Regions from separate parts of the Mus musculus genome. Here region 1 is linked to region 2. A link is a contact called in public Hi-C data. All regions are on one chromosome and are shown on one strand. The core of a region is the stretch at or near the end of the contact, and the rest is flanking DNA. Distances in the headings are between cores, read along the strand shown.

The links. A called contact is a pair of places that touch in the nucleus more often than the background predicts.
Region 1: a contact with region 2 is called in a Hi-C map of cortical neurons, with 3 times the contacts expected there. The contact joins the enhancer-like site here to the promoter of Cfap100 in region 2. A contact is called at or near these places in 1 of 39 promoter capture datasets (the C10 cell line), 1 of 484 Hi-C or Micro-C datasets (cortical neurons) and 1 of 9 other capture datasets (liver).

What each region holds. Positions count from the first base shown.
Region 1 is chr6:91,279,856-91,285,355 of GRCm38.p6, reverse strand. No RefSeq gene overlaps it. Among named protein-coding and RNA genes, the nearest start is that of Fbln2, 70 kb to the right of the region's middle. Within about 2 kb of position 3,950, at least 28 of the 459 cell types and tissues checked have an H3K27ac peak or open chromatin away from gene starts, as enhancers often do. A contact at or near this core is called in cortical neurons, where this site is marked.
Region 2 is chr6:90,426,498-90,432,406 of GRCm38.p6, reverse strand. Cfap100 (cilia and flagella associated protein 100) reads left to right here and starts at 3,927. Exons shown (of 17, transcript NM_173775.3): 1 at 3,927-4,028; 2 at 4,864-4,969. The coding sequence starts at 4,918.

The sequences.
Region 1 (5,500 bases), core at 2,701-5,200, 850 kb before region 2:
TGGGCCCTGAAGAGGGACCCGGGAGTGTCCACCTGTGGCCACGCTGACTACGCTGCGCACCCGCCAGGCCCACATCCTGCCCCGGTGGGCGCGAGCAGGCAACGGCGCCCACCCTGCTTATCACTGCAGAACGGAGAGCGGGAAATGCCAGGGCCCGGGGCACGGAAAAGGGCGGAGAGCTGGTCCCTAAAGCCACGTGGGTTGGGAATATGCCTCTGGGTCAAGTGCCCAGGGACTTGATCTTCCGGCTACACTGCCCTGTCCTCGAGAGCTTTTCAAACTGGTGACGCAAACATCAATTTGGGGAGGGAAGGGGAGGGGTGTACAGCCAAAATAATGCCCCCCTCCCTGTGCGGCCCCGCCTTAGTCACTGGTCTCTTCACAGCTAGATCTCAGGCTACGGGGGATGGGGAAGCCGGGGGAGGGGGAAGCCGAAGGCAGGCCCAAGTCTAACAAAGGACTGGATGCTCCCTAAGCCCGAGCCAAGACTGTTTCCATGGTAACCCTCTTCAAGGATAAAGGAAAGGCTTGGTTCCCCCAACACGATGCTACTAGCTGTGAGAAGGGGAGCTGAGCCTTAGAACACAGGTAGGGAGACTGAGTTTGGGGAAAGGATAGGGACATGTTGCAAGTTCCCCTACTATCCAAGACACCCAGGTTTCCCACTGAAAGTCCATCATGTTTCCTAGAGCACCTGTTTCCTGAAGCCCCCGCTATTTCACACTGAGGACAGGAACACTATCTGTAAGTGACCAAGCTCTGAGGAAGCTACACTTCTCTAGGGAGAGGAAGAGCACGGTGGTGAGGAGGGTCATCATGGAAGACCTGGTGGCCAGCAAGGGCATGCCTGAGAAAACACATGGGGTAGTGGGGCCTTCTGGAAAAGAGGAAAGGAAAGAGGCCTTCTGAACATCAGGAAGCAATGTCTGGGGCAAAGGGAGTGGTCCCAGGCCAGGCAGCAACTTTAGCCTACCGAGCATCTGGGAGATGTGGCGGCTCCAGGGAACCCTAGGTGGGCAGGGGTAGGTTAGCCCAAGCAGTCAGGCACTGCAGAAAAGGGCTGTATCCACAGAAGCAAGTCTCCTGCAGAGGCACGCTGGGGCATTGGAGGCTAGCAGCAAGAGAGACATGGGGCAGGGATCAGGCCGGAGCAGCTAGGTCTGCACACGAGGATGGTCTGAAATAGAGAAGCTTACGGAGGGATGGGGTCAAGTTCGGGAATGTCCTCAGAGTTCATTCTGCAGAACTCACCAGGGGTGTGAATGTTGGGGAACAGAGGGGGGGAGATCTAGAATGTTCTGGGGTCCAATAGATAGAATATGGGAGTGTGAAAGAGGAGTCATATTTCTAGCCCAAAGCAATGGAGTTGCCAAGGGGCTATCTCTCCTCCCTCCTGTTCCAGCTTGGACTACCCTATGCACACCTTTCTCATTCACCCCTCTCATGGTCACCCAACCCACTGCTGCATTTTTGCTCTGCCCATAGACTGAACATTTTGACAAACACAACTGTCGACTATCTGAAAAAGACCTGCCTTTCCACTGAGCTGTGTGCGCAAGGTTGTTTAAATTCTCTACAAACATTTCTTTGCTTTATGCCACACCTGGTGCCACTAACTGGGACTCAGTTTACCATCATCATAGCCCCTTCTTCCCCCTCACTCCTCCTTCTCCTCCATGCAGAACCCCGCCTTACTCCTACCTGTTTAGAAGCAGCCATGTCTGGAGCCACAAGTGGGATGTTATGCAAAGGCCATGTGGTCTGGAGGAGACTCCCCAAGAGGACAGGTTAGTCTGGGGCACAAATTTCAGTGTGCAGGCGGTGTACAGTGAGTAGGCCAGGGTATGGCTGCCAAGGCTGTGCTGTTCACAGTGAAGAAGCTGAGGCCTCCCAGCCTCAACCACAGAGAGAACAGCCCAGACTTGGGTCATGGCACACTTGGCCTTCTTGGTGCTGGAGTTCTTGTCCCCCAGCCGTGGTAAAAGGAACCTTATTCTCTTTGGGCCTGACCTTTGGAGGCAGGATAGTATTCAGAAAGCCTCAATCCCAGCTACCATCCCTCGGGCTCTGCCAACCTCCCACAGGGATGGCTCGGCTGGCCCAAGGGCGTTGGCCTGATGACTCGGCTATGGGTGGGAACTTCAGGCACAAACCCTGACCCTGATGCCGAAGCCCTGGAGCCAGCACAGCAGCACTACTGTCCCTTCCTGTTCCCACCCTTCCTGAGCTTCAAAGGGTCAAAGTCCTAGAACAGGGAGGACAGAAACCTTAGTGTCAGCCAAGCAGAACTGGCCTTGAGCTTCCGATCTGATAAAATGGACAGAAAGGAGGATGAGTCTCTGACTACCCTACCAGGGCACGGCCTCAGAGTCTGAGCCCTGTACCTGGGGCCAGAGCTGAGTTATCATCAGCCCCTGCTAAGGAGGAGCCAGGAGCAGGTGCTTCAGGGCTAAGGAGAGGATACCTGGGCAACTCCTATTCCACCAACCTGCCCCATACCCCGGTCCTGGCCCACTCTGGATCTTCCTCCCAGCTAGTTTGCATCCTGGCAAGAGCATGCCTGTGTTGTTGATTCACTCAGCATGTATCTGTGTCTGCTTTGCTCCATGCCTGGTGCTGGGTGCTGGGGACTCAGAGGGGAACTCATTTGCACATACACTGAGAAGTGAGACTAGCAAGCACCTAGAAAGCAGTTGGGGAAGCTCTAACTCTGTGGAGGGTGCTCAGAGCTGGGCATTGCAGGATGTATAGGAGTTTCCATGCTCTCCAAGCAAAAGGTCCAGAATGGGAAAGAAGAGTGGGCAAGGTGACTGGTGCACAGGGTTCGGCAGGGAGTGATGGCCACAAGACTGAAGAGGGTGGGGCCAGGATGGTGGGCTGTGAAACTCATTCGTATTGCAAGCAATGGAGAGCCATGGTGAGATGAACACAGCACATGTCAGGAGCATGCTCTGCTAGCTACTGGCAACCCCCTCCTGAGACAGCAGGCTTGGCAGATAGACTCAGTCAGAAAAACCAGCCCCACCCCAGCCTCTCATCAGCCCTAGCTGAGGACCCTGTGCAATCCTGAGAAGGATTTGCAACCTCTCTGGGCCTAGAAAGTGAAGACAGGCATAGAAGGGAGGATGATTCTGGTGAGGTGTAAGGACAAGCATGCAGCCACCTGTCCCTCTCAGAGCAGGCAAGGTAAGTGGGCCAGGCCTGGATCACTTCCCACCCCTGGGAATGGCTGGCCAAGGGCCTGGGGACCACAAAGACCAAACAGCACAGAGCTGCAGGTTGGGTGCCACCAGCCAGGCTCTCCACAATCACATGCATTTACCGAGAAACACACAGACACCAGGTCCTCCAGGCATCCAGGGTAGGACAGGCCCCATTTACAGCCACTACCCCAGCGCAGCTGTCAGAACTGCCTGCTCTCACGTGGGTGGCCAGACCAATTCAGCAAATGCTACGGTCAGCACCCCATACTGGCCACACACAGGAGTTGCCTTTCCAGAGGGCCTCTCCCGCCCAGCATGTACATGCTCATGTCTGTGCATGTGGGCTGGCAGCTAGGCACACCTAGTCTTTTTTAAATGCCAATTACACAGAAATTACAGTTATCAGAAGCCATAGTGGGGCTCCAGTGGGCCTCTTAACCCTATAGCGTTCTCCAGTAGCAGGTCTCAAACTAGTATAATTCCCATAAACAGAGAGAAAATAGGAAACAGAGGCTCTGAAAAGCCAGACAACCACAGCCAAAGCAACAGTGATCCCGTGCCTGTGGCAAGGGTGACGGGGAAGGTATCATGTTCATTAGAATTTGGAAACAGGTACAAGGTGTCATCTGAACTCCGCACACCCCCTTGCTTATGTGCTTCTAGGCGACTCCCCAGCCCTACACTGGCTAGAATGAAGTTTACCCTAGCTGCATCAACTGCTAGCAATCCCGCTCTTGGCCACCAGGTGTCACCACACACCGCCTATGGCCTGGAGAGGCCACAGCTATGGAGATAATCAGGTATCAAGCTAGGAGTGAGATTGTTGAAGCTCTGTGGCAGTCCCTAGAATTGTGCTGTTTCTGGTCAGCCAATAGGGTCCTTCTTTACCCAGATATGAGTCAGAGAAGACAAAGAGAAGCCTTCCAGTTTGAGCAGTCCCAGCCCTTGAGGGCCGAGGTGCTGGGAGCTGGACTGGCAGATGACAGAGCCAGAGGCTGCAGCCACAGCCCTGGAATCCAGGACCCTGTTGCTTCTTAGACTTAGGAGCTAGAAGCTCAGAGCTGTGGGTGTTCATGCTGGAGGTTCATCACCCTGGGCTTTAACCCCCAGTGGCCCTGGCACTGGGCTGCTATTGTAACACTAGGCAGCTACCTGGGTGTCACAGCTAACTGGGGCAGCAAGCAGCTAGCTACCTTCTAGTGGCACAGCTCCTGGGTGGGTCTGAGGTACTGGGCCGCTCAGCTCCTGTAGTGACTTATGTTACAGCTCTCAGGCACTGGGTTGCCCTGTGATATCCTGAGTAGTGACAAATGTAGGGTGTCTAAGACCGTTGGCCCTGGAGACTCAGTGGTACCCTGGGATGAAGGCCACAGGTTCTGCCTCTACCTGGGATCTCTGCCTTCTCCCTCCTTCTCTATCCCCTTTACCTCATCCCTAGTTGTCTTAACCCCAACCGTTCTTTGAACTCTTCAACAACCTGTATGGTCATACTCCTTAGGGACGTGACAGTCTCTCCTTGGTGAATTCACTTGGACCTCAATAAAGATCAAAGTGGGTGTGTCCCCCATTACCCTGGGACACACTCCAAGATCCCCACTAGGCACCTAAAATTGTGGGTGGCCCTTAGTCCTATGGATCTTGTGTTTTTGTTTTATATGCTTGCCTATCTTTTTTTTTTTTCCAAGACAGGGTTTCTCTGTATAGCCCTGGCTGTCCTGGAATTCACTCTGTAGACCAGGCTGGTCTACAAAAAAATCAAAAAATCAGAAATCTGCCTGCCTCTGCCTCCCAAGTGCTGGGATTAAAGGCGTGTGCCACTACTGCCTGGCATGATCATTCATTTTATAAATGGAGCATGGTAAGATATTGTGACAGAAATAGTACAGGGCAGTAGCAATACCATGGAGCAAATGCTCTGGGGCGCTGTAGCAAAAGTAATGTGCCTGCTCTCTCCCCTCTCCTCCCTACCCTACTCCCTGTCACTCAGAGAAAGCTCTTCGCTTCACTTCTTCCTTACATGAGGGAGCACTCACAGTTCTTCATATGACTGGAGCACTTATGGATTCTCTTTGTCTGAAGGGAGCACATTTGGCTCCTCTTCCCTTGAGGAGAGCACTCCCAGATCCCCTTCCCATGAAGAGTTCTATCAGTCACGTTTCTGTTGCTGTGATAAAATACCATGACCAAGGAAGGCATGGTCATGGAAGGAAGAAGGATTACGGTTTATGGTTTCAGAGTGATGAGAGTCCCTTAGGGTAAGTATGGCAGCACTCAACAGACTGGGCGACAGAGCAGGA
Region 2 (5,909 bases), core at 2,678-5,177:
TGAGACTCACTTAGAGTTTGTGATCCAATGAGCATAGCAGCTCTGTTGCTTGGGATGTAGATGACAAAACTCAGCCTGTTTGTTTCCCAGAATCCAATGGAATGATCTGCCTGAATTGACAGGAGAAGGACTCCACTAGTCCGTTTGCCTGAGATGGAAAGCAAGTACTGTATGCACCATAGGGCTGCCACAGCACAGGAATAGGGGCATGTGCTGGAGGTGGGGTGAGGTGGAGTGCCTTTAGGTCTTTCAGACCCTGCACAGCTTTCCTCTGAAATTCACAGAGGTCTTCAGCAGAGAGTAGCTGGCCCAGACAACAGTCATCTTTCCACATGGAGCCCTGCACTGGCCACAAAGCATAGCCAGCCCTGCTCCAGAACATACAACCTCTGAGCAGAAAGAACTTCCTCACAAGCATTCTGGGACTTGGCCTTTGACCTTCGGAAGGTGGCGCTCCAATTCTGAAGTTGGGGCGTCCTGTGATTGTTCCATTCTTTTTCACATTAAGCTTCCAGACACCTAGGCAGAGAACAGCCTGGAGGTTCTAGGGCCACCTGGGTCCCTGGGTCTAGGCCTGCAGAGCTGAGCAGTAGAGGTGGGGCAGGGGAGGGAGGCTGAGCAATGAGCAGGCTCATCTCCAACTGGAAGTCCCAAAGTTTTTCCTTCTCTAGCTGCAAAGCCTGCCTCTCTCAGGCTCAGGGAAGAGGCACAGGGCCCTGGCTAGTAGGCTGGGCTACGTTCCCAGTCGGCCCCCTAGCAGCTGTGCAGTCTTAGACAAAAAAGATTTCATGTCTTCCTAGTTTCCTCACTGAAATAACTGCAGCTAAGCTGAGATGCCTTGCAGGTCAGTCTACACAACAGGCTTACATAGGAACCTCATCAGCAGATACAGCCCTCAGGCTATGGCATCATATATTGGCAGATAAACTTTACTTGAGGTCCTGTTAAATGCCATCTCTTTGTTAACTACACACCCTTTATTATAGTCCCATTTTAGAGATGAGAAAATTGAGCTAAAACTTATCCCACGTTGCAGAGCCCTGATGAATGGAGGCCTTACTCTCCTCCTCTGACCTTTGAGCTATCTTGCTTCCATGCAATGGGCAGTGGGCTCCTGACCATATCGATGATGCCCATTGGAGGTGTCTGCCCTCTTGGTAGATCTGTGATACCTTTCTCAGATGGAAGTGTCCTGTGTTCTCCTTCCTCAAGCTCAACCTCCCACCCTGGAAGCCAGAGACTTTGGGGGAAGGGAGAAGGTTCTGGCATTCAGATGACACAGCCAGAGAGGACCCTGAAGGTCAGTGGTGGCCCTGACAGTATATGCTGTGGATAGCTTTGGGCTGTCTCCAGATTCCCTCATCCTGTGCCTCATGTGCTGGCCCTGCAGGGGTGGTATATGTGTGTATGTGTTTGTGTGTATATATGTGAGTGTGTGTGTGTGTGCATGTGTTAGGATCTGAGAATCCCCACGGCGCAATTCCTCTTGTCTGCCTTCTGTTCCCAGACCCATACACCTTTCAAGGATAGAGAAAGAGAACAATTCCCCTTTAGGAATATTGATAGTTTTTCCCAAAACATTTTATTATGAAAACTTTTGAACTTTAGACATACTTGGTGCTGGAAAGAGATTTTTTTTTTTTTTTTTTTGAGACAGGGTTTCTCTGTATAGCCCTGGCTGTCCTGGAACTCACTTTGTTAGTCCAGGCTGGCCTCGAACTCAGAAATCTGCCAGCCTCTGCCTCCCGAGTGCTGGGATTAAAGGCGTGTGCCACCACGCCCGGCTTGGAAAGAGATTTGTAGGAGGACCCAGGCCACCACATAGAGGGCTTTTGCAGGGACAGCTACAGTGGCCTTACTACACACCATCTCCTTAATTTTTAAAATAAGCTTTCATCATCAAATGTTAGACTAAGATTAAAGATCTCAGCAGGCAAAGGCATTTGTCACCAAGCCTGCTAACCTGAGTTTGATCCCAGGAAGCCACAGGGTGGAAAGAGAATCCACTCCCCTAAGTTGTCCTCTGAGCTCTCCCACCCCGTAAGTAAAAATTTGTTTAAATTTCCATACCATGCCACATCTTCTAGATGATCTCTTCTCTAACCTTCCGAGGAACCAAGAGGCACAGCAGAAAGCTTATCGTCTTTACCGAGCACGCCTCCAGGCTTCCCCGATCTCTGGTACGAGACACATCGTTTTGAATAATGCATAAGATCCACAAGAGGTGGGAGTTGGAGCGTGTCTGGGTAACTGCCTTCACCGGTGTTGACGTAAAACCAGCTCTGCTTCACAGGAAGTAACTAGCCAAACACTGAGCGGCTATGGCCGAGGAACACAGACTTGGGTTACAAGGAAGGGTGTGGAGCTCTCTGCTGTGGGCCTCAGATGCCATCTGAGGACATTCTCGGCCTTTGTGTTGGTAGAAGTTAGAGGTGTGAACATTCCGAGAAGAGTTATGTAACAGTTACAAGAATGTTCTGTCAATCACAGTGGCTGTTTCGAGGGCTAGTATTACCTCAGATAATTTTGGCTCTAGATTTGCAGCATTCCAACTCTCCGCAGTCTTTGAGGTTTCACCGATCACTCTGGCTTGTACAATGTTGAACACAGTGTGCCTTTCTTCTAGGATCTTAGGCTCACATTGGTTCCTCATGCTGAGGGGTGGTGGTTCAGAACCGGACCTAGTCATCAGGATGGTAGTAAGTACTGAATGGATCTGCGCTGAGAACAATACCTGGCTTAAAGGACACCCTGTGAGGGTTCACCGGGGACTCAGGACAGGTGTGCTAACACCAGGAATGGTAGCACCCTCATTTGTTCTCTTTTGGTGGCTTATTTTTCTAAATTCGTAAAAGCCCTCGTGGTGTGAAAGATGAATGATTTCTGAAATATTTGCTTGACTGGTTGAATAAATAAGCACTCCAAACCTGGTGCAGGTTTTACTGTTGTTCTTCCTTCCTTCCTTCCTTCCTTCCTTCCTTCCTTCCTTCCTTCCTTCCTTCCTTCTTTCCTCCCTCCCTCCCTCCCTCCCTCCCTCCCTCCCTCCCTCCCTCTCTCTCTCTTTCTCTTCCTTCCTTCTCTCTTTCTCTCTTTTTCTTTCCTTCTTCCTTCTTCTTTCTTCTTCCTTTCTTTCTTCCTATTATTTTTGTTTTGTTTTGTAGTTTGTCTGGCTATTTTGACAGCCTACTGGGAAGCTGAGGCCAGAATATTGGGAATTCTAGACCACAGTGTAAGGGCCCTCCTCCAACACCAGGCAGGGAGCCACTTGCTTGCAAAGAGTATTTAACACTAGCTGCATAAAAAACAAACAAACAAACAAACAAACAAACAAACAAACAAAACCAACAAACCACATATGCAGGGCCCACCCTTTCTTCCTGGCTCCCCCATGCCCAGCGCTGGACTGCCCTGCGGGATACTGTCCCTTTGGTGATTCAAGGGTCCCTGACCCATTCCAGGATCCTTCTACACTCCTACCCCTGGCCTTCTTGCCTTGGTTCTATCTCTCCACCCACTGGGTGGCGCCAGCGACCCTGAGTAGCGCCAGGAGCTAAGGGAGACTGTCTTTGGCACATTCCTAGCCTGTAGACTGTTTTACCGTCGTCCTCCCCGGCCCCAAGACTCCTAAATATTCTCTGAAGAGCCAGGCTGTTGTCTGTGCCCTAGCTGCAACAAAATCCTTTACGGATGGGCAGGAGAATCTGGGGGTGAAAGAAGCTAGTGCGCTGGGCAAACGTACCCTGTCCCCGGGTTGCAGGGTTGCAACAACCCGGATCGCTCTGCTTCTAGTCGTTGTCCCTTCCCTGAGTCCGTGTCTTCTGCTCTTTAGCTGCCACAGTCCTGCACAGTACTCCGCGCCCGCCGGCCCGCCAGCCCGCCCAGTGTGCCCGGGCCCGCCTCCGGGGCTTTATGACATCACAGCTCCTGTGAGAATAGTTGCCTTGGCGTCGCAAACGCAGTTCAGGACCAGAAGACTGGAGAATTGCCGACCGAGGCTTCGGAGCAAGCTGAGTGCACGCGGCTGGTTGGTGCGCGCGGGGCTGGGCCAGGGGGCTTGGGGGTGGGCTCCAGCGGGGTGGCTGTGGGGCTCTGGTCCGAGATCAAATACTCTATTGGGTCCCTTGCAAGGCTTTGCGTCCTTCGGTGCTCTTTTCCACTTTATCTATGACAGGCCCCATTTAAGCACTGGTCCATTCCCTTGCTGCTGCATTCTTGCCCCAGGGTGTGGTGTGCCAAGAGAAGCTGGGGTGTTAGGAGGCAGGATTCTCTGGTAGTGTTTTGGCTGAGGTAGAGATGCTCAGACTGCAAGCAATCCTGGGCTCCACCCTCGGCCCTGCTTCGTTGAGATTTGGAACACTAGTTGAGCTTCTGCAAACAGGAAAACTCACTTCATTTTGAAGGGAACCTAGCATAGCATAGCGTCGGGAGCTCTAACAGGTGGAACAGAGGGCTTGCTTCCGTGCAGATTGCATTCTGGAAGACATATGCAATAAAAGTCTTGTAAGAGGTAACCACTTGACCTTGTAAAGAAGAAAACGAAGGGTCATTACATGCATTGGTGCAGGAAGGTCTCTCAGAGTGACATCTGAGCCCAGTTTTAAAGGGAGAAGTCCCGCCCCTCACCCTTCCAACCTCACCTAGGTGAGAGGCTCCCCAGAGGCTCCAGGCAGACCAAAGCTGGTGTGTTCCGAGAACAGGAAGATATGGGCCAGCCTTGCCCAGGAGGGGAATAGTAGATTCCATTAAACCTGGATACAGGGAATAGGCAGTGTTAGTCCACATAGTGGAAATGCAAGTCACTCAGTTCAAAGTGGGCTGTGGGTTTGGGGGAACCATCCTCTCAAGTACTGTGTCACTCTCCAGGCGAGAATCTGCTTCAGCTAAGGCCAAGCTTTGCACACCGGTTGGTCCTCAGCCATGGCGTTCAAGGCACGGTCCTCTAGGTTCTCCGTGAAAATGGTTGAAGACAGTAAGTACTGAGCTGGGTGGGGGCTCCTGGAGGGCAAAAGGAACCCTGGGACAGTTTGGTGTAAACTCACTCAAATACTGACGTAGTTCTAAAGCAACACTGTGCATGCTTTTCCTGTGGCTATCGTGATGCAGAACCCCACCTAGGGCTTCATGGCTTAGCTGGTAGAAGCCTGTTGCACAGCTTTGACTGCCATGAGAAAAAGGAGCACAGGGCTGGTGCCTTCTGAGGTTTGTGGAGAGTCTGACCCAGGTGCCTCTGCCTTCTGTTGGGCACTTGGCATCCTGACTGCCCTTGGCCTTAAGGGCGCCACCCACTTCTGCCTTTGCTCTTCCATAGAGTTCCTCCAGTGTGTGTCTGTGCCCCAGTGTCGTCCTTCTTATCACTGTGAACTTGGGTGTATGCTAGAATGTTCTCAGCTTTCCTAAACACATCTGCAATGGCCTTTATTTACAAACAAGGCTGCATTTTGAGGTACTGTGGGGATACGGACTTCCGTGCATGAACTTGAAAGAACACATAGTAGACAGTAGCAGGTAGGGAGAGATGCCACTGTAAAAGCAAGCCTCTCTACTTCTTTTCTGCTGTGGCTGCTAGGCTGAGTCTAGAGGAGGAGAGCTGGCTGGTCCCCAGGTCAAGTGACATGGATGCTTGTCAGTGCTCACACTAGGAAACTGTGAGGTGGACAGTGTTATCATTCCTGCATTGTCTGCTCCCTTCAGCTTTCAAATCAGAGCCACCTCTTTTCTTTTTCTTTTTTCTTCTGCTTAAAAAAAATGTGTTTTTAGGGCAAGTCCTCCATAGTCCAAACCTATTGGAAAGCCTACCTCCAACATCTCCCCGGACACCACAGTGATGCTCAGAGCCATCTCCAAGCGAGCTCTGTTCACATCTGAGCAGAAACATGAGTCTACAGCTTGTCTTTTCCCCCACATAATAA